2 separate regions of the Callithrix jacchus genome follow, and region 1 is linked to region 2. A link is a contact called in public Hi-C data. All regions are on one chromosome and are shown on one strand. The core of a region is the stretch at or near the end of the contact, and the rest is flanking DNA. Distances in the headings are between cores, read along the strand shown. Region 1 overlaps PTPRG (protein tyrosine phosphatase receptor type G). Region 2 holds the start of PTPRG (protein tyrosine phosphatase receptor type G).

Evidence for each region. Hi-C and Micro-C count contacts between places; a contact is called where the count stands out from the background.
Region 1: a Hi-C map of skeletal muscle shows a contact between it and region 2, with 6 times the contacts expected there. The contact joins the enhancer-like site here to the promoter of PTPRG in region 2. A contact is called at or near these places in 3 of 3 Hi-C or Micro-C datasets (induced pluripotent stem cells and skeletal muscle).

What each region holds. Positions count from the first base shown.
Region 1 is chr15:43,972,552-43,977,291 of calJac240_pri, forward strand. The region is part of intron 8 of PTPRG (protein tyrosine phosphatase receptor type G); the gene reads left to right. Among named protein-coding and RNA genes, the nearest start is that of CEP15, 140 kb to the right of the region's middle. Within about 2 kb of position 2,545, at least 3 of the 16 cell types and tissues checked have an H3K27ac peak or open chromatin away from gene starts, as enhancers often do. A contact at or near this core is called in skeletal muscle, where this site is marked.
Region 2 is chr15:43,318,476-43,322,919 of calJac240_pri, forward strand. PTPRG (protein tyrosine phosphatase receptor type G) reads left to right here and starts at 2,324. Exons shown (of 29, transcript XM_035274423.3): 1 at 2,324-3,133. The coding sequence starts at 3,049.

The DNA.
Region 1 (4,740 bases), core at 1,295-3,794, 650 kb after region 2:
GAGATCAGGGTGTGGCACCTCCCACATGGTTAAAAGCCTTCACTTTTGTGCAAAAGGATGTATCAAGAAGTCTGTCAGACTCCCTTTGTTATGTGCAGTTTGCAAGGACCATTGAGAAGAGATAGAAAATTACAAGTATTGGGCGCCTATGGTGTGCACTCAAGAGTGCTCCTGGTGTTCATTTTAGAACAGTAGAAAACTCACCTGGCCTTGGGTGTCAGAGAGCTGCCAGGGAAGTGGGCTGTGCAGGGGCAATGGGGACTGGTGGGGGCTATGGCAAAAAAAAAAAAAAAAAAAACCTTGAGTACACACTCCCGTCTGAAGAAAATGATTGCTCTCCTGCTCTAGCTTACCACTGCCATGCGTGGATGCAGGCCTAATTTTAAAACCCAGATTTATATATAAAATACATCGTTTTTAAACGTGTGGGCCATGTAGTGTGTCCACTTATGTGCCACTGGGCCTGCGGCCCACAACTTTGGGTTTATCCACAGCATTCCCTAGTAATCCTCACCCCAACCTTGTCAGGAAGGTAATCGCTGGACCCTAGTCACCCATTTTACAGATGAGCACACAGGGTTTGTACGGGTCTGGCTCCAAAGCCCACATTTTCTATTATACCAGCTCTTCCAGACTGATCTAGAAAGTTCTATTTTGCTGCTTTTGCCTGTTTCCTATTTGGACTTTTTAGGGAGGTGTTGTTTGAAAGAAGGGTTTCCATCACTTAAAGAGCAAGCAGAACTTTGGCAGCGCCAGGCACAGTGGTGTCTGCCTGCTCGCTTGCGTGAGTTCTTTGACGGGTGTCTGGTACTATCTTTCCCCTAGCCGCCAGGCATCTGGGATTTTTGCTCCCTCTGTAGACCGACCGCTTTTCTTATTAGCAAAAGGCATGAGGTAAAGGCCAGAGACAAGAGTCTCAACAAATTTCAGGTTCCTGGCAGTGACCCCAGGAATGAATTGTGTGGCACTGATTTTGTACATGGACTCCCCTTCAGTGGAAGACACTCAAAATAGCATCCCCCATTCCATCAGAGAAATGCGAGCCCCTGCCAGGCCTACCAGTGATAAGGAGCTTGGTCCCTACCCAGGAGATCCTTGCAGCTCAGTCAGAGGGATGCAGAGGCAGGCAGCTGGTGAGGACACAGTGTGATGGGCACTGTGAGGCGGGAAGCAGTGAGAGTGCAGGAGAACACGGTGGCCCTTTGGCCTGAGGGGAAGCAGGGTGTTGAAGCTGGATTTTTTTTCTTTTCTTTTCTGTTTTTTTTTTTTTTTTTTGAGGTAAGTTCTTACTCAGTCACCCAGGCTGGAGCACAGTGGCATGATCGAAGCTCACTGTAACCTCCACTTCCTGGGAGGATCATTTAAAGTGATCCTCCCACCTCAGCCTCCTGAGTAGCTGGGACTACAGGTGTCTGCCACCACACCCGGCTAATTTTTGCATTTTTTGTAGAGCTGGGATTTTGACATGTTACCCCGGTTGCTCTCAAACTCCTGGCCTGAGGCAATCCACCCACCATGGCCTCCCAAAATGTTAGGATTACAGGCATGAGCCACCTCGTCCAGCCTTGAAGCCGGATCTGTAAGGGGGCTGGGGTGGGGGCTGGCCAGAGATGAGTCCGTGAGGAAGAAGATGGCATGCCTCGAGGTTGACGATGTGGAAGCGGATCATGTTACACAGGACCTGTGGACCAGCAGAAAGACTAAGGAATTTTTTCTGTGTACAACCAACTTTCTGTTCATTCAGCAAATATTGGTTGAGAGCCCACTACGTGCCAGGCACTGTCTTAGACGCGAGGGTAATGAACCAGCCAAGACAGAAAAGGCACCAGCCTTGTGGAGCTTCCATCTAGTGGGGGAGAGAGATAATTACAGATCGTCAATGAAGTCAGTAATACAGCTCCATGGACGATTATGTGCTGGGAAGAATCTAAGCAGGAGCAGGCAGGCCTGTCAGCCTGCGCTGAGGGGCAGAGTTCAGTGCCAAGAGTACAATGCAGTTGATAATTTTGTTTCAAACAAGGGCTTGGCCTCTCTTTAACGTCTCAGTATGGGATCAGCACTGATCCATGGGCCGAAACTTACCCCCCACCACCTTTTGTGTAGCCATGAGCTAAGAGTGGTTTCTATATTTTTAAACAGTTGGGAAACAAAGCAAAAGCATATTTTCAACACATGAAAATCCTATGAAATTGAACTTGTGTCCATCAAACTTTGTTGGGGAACAGCCACACTCATTCATGTTTACATGTTACCTGTGCTGCTTTGTGCTTCAAAGGCAGAATCAGTAGTGGCTACGAGAGACCACGTGGCCTGCAAAACTGACAATATTTACTATCCGGCCCTTTACAGAAAAAAGTTTGCCAACCTGTATTCTAGGCCCTCCTAGTACTCTGCAAATGCATCCTCCAAATCTGGCTTAGTATACCTAGAAAAAGCCATTACCCAGGATGGTGGGTAGAATGCAGAAGAGACATTTCTGATCAAACTGCTCTTCCTGAAGCTCCTCAGCATGCAGTCCTGGCCTCATGCTCCTCTTCTGGTGTGTAATCAGGGACAAGCCTGCATCTTTGGAGGCCCTTAAGTTACAAAATTCCCTTCCTGGCAGGTGTGTGGCCAGATCTACCTTCTTTGAGAGCTTGACTCAGTATTTTTTAATACACTGGTAATTCAGAATGATGACACCAAGCTCTACTTATTGATGAGGAAATACATCTATGAGTGTAGAGTAACACACAACAACAAATTCTGGGGCCAGGCATGGTGGCTCACATCTGAAGAGGGAGGATCACTTGAGCCCAGACGTTCAAGACCAGCATGGGTAGCATAGTGAGACCCTGTCTCTATTTTTAAAAATGAGCCAAGCGTGGTGGTATACACCTGTAGTCCTAGCTACTTAGGGGGCTGAGGTGAGGGGATCCCTTGAGCTCAGGAGATTGAAGCTGCAGTGAGCTGTGATCCAGCCACTGTACTCCAGCCTGGGTGACAGTGAGAGCCCACCTCAAAACAAAACAGAACATTGTAGTGCCATCCACATCCTATTCCGTCAAATTGTGTATATGAATTTTCACATGTGTATAAAGAAATAACTGCATGTTGGAACCCCGGAATGTTCATGGTTGTTATCTCTGGGCACTGAAATTTGTTGGTTTTTTTTTTTTCTTTTAACTTTTTTTAAATTTACTTTTTTGTATTACTTGGGTTCCTTTTTTAAAAATATTAACATGCATCATCTTAATGCACACAGTAAAACCCAGCTATTTTAATTTTGAAAAAAAGAAGAATGGTTGCATCTGTATGTGGGTGACAGAATTATTTATGGGGGCATGATGTAACTGCTAGAGAGGGATGCTTCCCCATACAGCATTCATTGCTATTTGGAGCAGGGGAATGAATGGTTTCAGAATAAGGAAGATAAATAAGAACATGGTGGGAGGTGAGAAAAGATGGAGAAGTTAGGAAATCTGACATGGTCATCATGATGAGATATAGAAGCTTCCCAATATGTACATCTCCTCGGTTTGTTATTAGTATTTGGAAAGCTGGGGGGAGGGCGGGTAGCTATTTCCTCCCCGCCTCCTCCATGTTCTGTCTTGAGAAACTATGAAGCCACTTAGAAGCCGGGGTATTTAAAAACAGTAGGTTGGCGCCACCTAGTGCCCGCACTCTGTCATTCCACCCTGGTGTCTCTGGAAGCCTCACTTCAGATTCTTGGTTTGAGATCCCCGCTCTGGTGGTATCTGCGTGGCCAGCAGCATGATGCCTACCAGGGGTTCTGCGGGGCCGTGGGAATGCCTCTTTAATTTATCCCTTCCTTCCTGTCTGTGTCGTACAAAGCGAACCTCACCAACTGAATGCAGTTGAAGAGCCGAAGGTGGCCTCCCTGTCAAAACCAACCTACTCTTCTCTGCCAGCCAGGTCCTCAAAGCTGGGCTGTGCTTCTCTGGCAGAAAAGCCATCCTGTTCCCCAGGGCTGCCTTGGGTTTGGGGCCCTTGGGTAGGAAATACGGGAGTCTGGCTCCTGGTGGGCTGCAGGGCATGTGGGTGGGCTTTGGAAGATGCCAGCCGGTCAGAACTGAGCCGCGGTCCCCTGGCCTGTCTCTGCCAGCGTGCCCACCTACTTCTCACCTGGTTCCTGCACCCAAACCAGAAGGTCCTCCTCACTGCCTCTCCCTCTCCCCCGCCCTCCTTACCTGGCACAATACCAGGCCTCTGTGTCTACCCTCCTAACTGTGAACCTGCCCTTCCCCACTGGTCTTCCAGCAATTGGCCGTCGCAGCCCCTCCTCACAGGCCCCCTCCTCCACACTTGGCTTGTCTGGGGCCTTCTACACTCAGCCGAAGCTCAGGGGATCTTTGCAAAGCACCAACCCGATTTGTCATTCTTGGGCTCAGTTCTTTCCAGGGGCCTCCAAGGGCTCGTGGAAAAAGGCCAGAGTTTGAATGTGGCCCCAAGGCCTCTCACTGCAGCTACACCTGCGCCCTGCCTGTCTAGTCTTTTCTGCACCTTGTTCCAGCTCCTCAGGCCTTCCCAAAGGTCCCTTTGCAGCTCCCACCCCCTTCATCTCCATAAGCTTTCAGCTTTCAGTGACATGAACCTTCCTTCCCAGTTTTGGCTCTGTGCAGGGGATTTTGGTGAGTCTCCATCTCCCCTCTTAGAGTTGGGGTTCTCAGCCGAAGGTGACTGGCCCTCCAAGCAACCTGTGCCAATACCTGGAGACATTTTTCATTGTCACAAGTCAAG
Region 2 (4,444 bases), core at 1,074-3,573:
TGTGAAAGCAAACCAGACTGGGTTCAGAATCTCAGCTCTGCTGCCCACTAGCTGAGGATCCATCATTGTACTCTTGTGAGCATGTTTCCTTGTCTTTTAAATGGAGTAAATAATTCTCACAGCTGGCAGTATTGTAAAGGCTCCATGAGAGAGCAGAGCATGGATTTAGGAAGGTATGCTCCCATAATGACTGACAGCTTGCCCTTTTTGTTCCCAGTGTGTCCCTCAAACAGTAGGTGCTCAATACATTTGCTGAATGAGCAAACGGTTTGTAGCACGAATTCAGCACAGTGCCTGGTAGACAGATTCCACAAAGGACAGCTTTTACTGTCCATTTCACAGAGGAGGAAACTCACCTGAGGATATTGACATAAGCGTTCCATGAGTTTTTCTCATTTTATCACGCGACATTAAGATGGTAGTCAGGCATGCTGAATTCTAACCTGTCTCCCCCTGAGGAGCGAATATCCCTCAATAAAAAAACACTTCCAAGAAAAATGGCCCTCGCAATCTTTTATAAAGAAGTCGGGAGTCCAACAAAACCAGGAAGGACCAAATTCCAAAGCAAACAAACTCTCCTCATTCCCCACCGTGGGGGAGGGTGTTAAACCCCGTTCTGCTAAAGATAGACCTTGGGCCCTTCCCAGGAACTTCCTGGCTTTTATTAGTTTGTAATCCCAAACGTAACTTTTCAAAGGTTTTTCTTTTGGAGGTGTGGGTGTGAAACTGCTTCCCTAATCACATCTTGCGGGAGGATCTCCGACCATCTGTATATTATTTGAAAACCTAGCATCCAGTTGTGATGTTTGGGTGGGTGGAGGACCCTGCCGTGTTGGGAAGAAACAGCAGGGACACGTTTAAAACACGTCAAGAGCCGGGCACGGTGGCCCATGCCTGTAATCCCAGCATTTTGGGAGGTCAAGGCGGGCGGATTACAAGGTCAGGAGTTCGAGACCAGCCTGGCCAATATGGAGAAACCTCCGTCTCTACTTATTTAAAAAAAAAAAAAAAAAAATCAGCGGGCGTGGTGGCGGGCTCCTGTAATCCCAGCTACTGGGGAGACTGAGGCAGGAGAATCGCCTGAACCCGGGAGGCAGAGGTTGCAGTGAGCCGAGATCGCGCCACTGCACTCCAGCCTGGGCGATAGAGCAAGACTCCGACTCAAAAACAAAAAACACGTCAATATCGCTTTTAAATACACGCAGAAAAATTAGGCAAAACATTTCAAACGGCTAATTACCTTGGCTCAGTTACACATTTAATCAAAAGCCCACCTCCCCCACTTTTAGCTCCAGCGTAAGAAAGGAAAATAGAGCGCTTAGAAGTCTAAGCGATAACGATCTTCTTACCGAGAGCCAAGGGACAAAACTCATTACAGATAAGCCCAATCCTCCCATTTCCCTCGGACGCCTCTCCCCGACTGGTAAAGAAGCAGCCGCTCCCCGGGTAGCTGCCAGGAAATCAGTCCTGCCCCGCGGCGCTGCTTTCACCCTGCAGGGGGTAAGAGGCGCACTTCCTGAGTCCTCCCCGCCGCCGAGCCGGGGTGCGGGAACCTTCTCCAGAGAAGCTGCGAGTTGGGGAAACTCCGACGCCGATCCATCGTGGCGGCGGGAAAGGAGATGTGGGGCTCGGAAGGGCTGGATTTCGCAAGCCTAGGATCAATATTTCTCCCCTTCCCCCCTTTCCCCAGCTGTGGACTGGGCCAATGAAAGCCCGAAAAGAAAAAAAAAAATTAAATCTCAACGTAGCAGGAGTGCAAAGGCCGCTCGGCTTTGTTTCCTGGCGGGGGAATGCGCGGGGTTGGGGGCGCGAACAGGGGCCGCGGACGGTGAGCGCCACCGCAGCACTGCCAGGGCGGTGAAGCCGAACAGCCAACCCCATCGCTTTAAAAAGGCAGCTGGCCGCCCTCCCGCTTTCCCCGCGCCCGGGCCAGGGGCCCCTCAAGTCCGGGATCCGCGAGCTACGCGGACGGGGGATTTCGCCAAATCGAGCACCGTGCAGTGTCTTTAAGAGCTCGAATAACGGGAATCCGGCAAAAGATACGCCGGCCCCAGAAGACAGCCTCCCTTCTCTCTCCGAGCACAGGCTACAGTCGCCCCCAGCCCCCAAACTGTCCCAGTAGAGCCCCTGGTTCCACGCGTAGAGAGCGGAGCGGAGGAACCGGTGGAAGGCGGGAGCCGAGTGCGGCTGCTTTAAGACCGCGGAGCGCGCGCGCCCGCCGCCAGCTGGCCCGGGCTGCGCGCCCCCGCCGCCACCGCGCGCCCCCTACTTGCTCGCTCGTTCGCTCGCCGGCTTTAAAGTCTCTGCCAGGATCCATGCTCACATGTTACTTCCTGTATGGAGGCATGGCCAGTTTCCAGCCCCGCGCTCCTCGTTCCTCCCCAGCCTGCGCCGGAGCCACAACTTTCAGGAGCATGGACTGAAGGCGCCCTCGCCCCAGCGCCCCTCTGAGATCCTTTGTGTTTTCCTCCGTTTCCTCCGGCCGTTTCTATTTTGGGGGGCTCTCCGCTCCCCCCGCCTCTCCCCTCCCCTTCCCCTCTCGCAAACATGCCTCCTTCCTTCCCGGGGCCCTGGAAAGAGCTGCCTGCCTGAAGCCCGGAGACGCCGCGCCGCGCCGCGCTCAGCCCCGCCGCCGCCCGCCGGCTCTCGGGCTGTGCTGTGCTGCCGACTCAAGTTGGGGATCCTCGGCTGCTCACCGCCGCCGCCGCCCGCGGTCCCTGCCTGCCCCGGGCCCGGGGCATCGCCGCCGGCCGCCGACTCCGCGCCCTGCCCGCTCGGCTCGCTCCTTTTTGAACGGAAAGCGGCCCTTCTCCGCCGAGAGGATCGTCCCCAGCGTGGCTCAGCGTTCCCGGTCACTTTTTGAGATTTTCCGGGGGGCGCTCGGCGGCTTCCCGGATTCCAAGGGGACTCGGGCCGCCTAGCGCGGGGCGCCGGTGGAGCTGGCGAGTCGGGGAAGCGCCCCGGCTTAGCGGAGGCTCTCACGGAGGCAAGAACTTATTCAACAAGTTTACCCCCCTGGTTTCCTCTTTTCGATGTGCGTTTTCGGACATGCGGAGGTTACTGGAACCGTGTTGGTGGATTTTGTTCCTGAAAATCACCAGTTCCGTGCTCCATTATGTCGTGTGCTTCCCCGGTGAGTGCCGGCCGCCGAGGGGACGCGGCCCCGGCCGGCGCGCTTTGGGGATGCGGAGTTGTCGACTGGGCGCGGAGCTCCGGCGCCCGTCCAGGAGACCCTGGAGAGGGTGGAGGGGGGCCCGGTGCATGGGGAGGAGGGGAGGATGTGCTCCGCGGGCTTGGGCGATGTTTGGGGAGGCTGGTGGTCGAGGAAGGTGGAGGCAGGGGCCGGCCAGGGAGGGACTGAAGGACGCGGGGGTCTGCTTCCGCTTCGGTTTGGGGGGCCTGGGGAACTGGAATCGGGAGAAAGGGGGACTTGCTTTGCTGATTCGCCGCCGATCGGGAGGACTCGAGTTGTGGGGCGGTTAGCGAGACTGAGGCCATGGAAAGGATGCTTCTGTGGGTTTGGGGGGCCCAGGTGACCCCCCTCGCTCCGGCGGGTATTGAAGGAGCTTGAGGGGGGTGGGTGCTGTTCTGCAGCCCTTTGGGAGGGTTAGGTTTCTGGGAATGGAAGTCGGAGGCTGCCTGCGGAGGACTGAGGATGTGGGGAGCAGCCTGCGTTCTGAGGCCGGGGTGCCTTCCCTCTCTATTGGGGCGATTGGGGCTGGGGCGCGGGCAGCCCTTCTGTGCCGGCTTGAGGCATCCTCTTTGGGCACAGTGAGAGGGCAGGACGCAGGCGGTTTGGGAGAGATCCCGTGTCATCCCCAGCCCCGGCCCTTGGTCCCTTCCCTCCGCTGCTCTGCTCGAATGGATTGCCCGGGTCCGGGCGCTGGCGCGCGGGGGGCGGCCGGGTCGGCGGCCGGGTCGCTGTTCGCGCCGGGGCGGATTTTTTCCTGTCTCGCGCTCCCTGCCTACCTTCATCTTTGCCCTTTTGCAGGCTGTTCGCGACTGGCAGACCCAGATCCTCTCCTTTCTGGCCAGGTTAAGACGGAAACAATATTGGCCATTGAAAACTAGAATAAATCACCGCCGTACGGCTCGGCGACCCTCCACTTCCAGCCCTCAGCTGGCAGGCGCCCCTCCTCTCTCCCCTGGGGAGGGCAGAGGCCAGCTGCCTCCCTCTCCTCTCTTGCAGGTCCCCCGGGCTGCAGCCCGGAGCTCCCTCGTAGCTGTCCTGTTCCCTCCCTGGGGGTGGAGGCCAAGTCCTGCTTTAGCCCGGGGAAGGGCTGGAAGAAAGGGGGCGATTCGCTTTTCATCCCTTGCTCCCCTAAGGACAGAGAATTCCCGGTTTTTCTGCCCTCTCATCCACCAGCTCCTGGATACCCGGAGGTGGAGGTTATCTGAATCAAGAAAAAGAGGAAAGTGCCCCGAGGTGTTCTCTCTGTCTGGT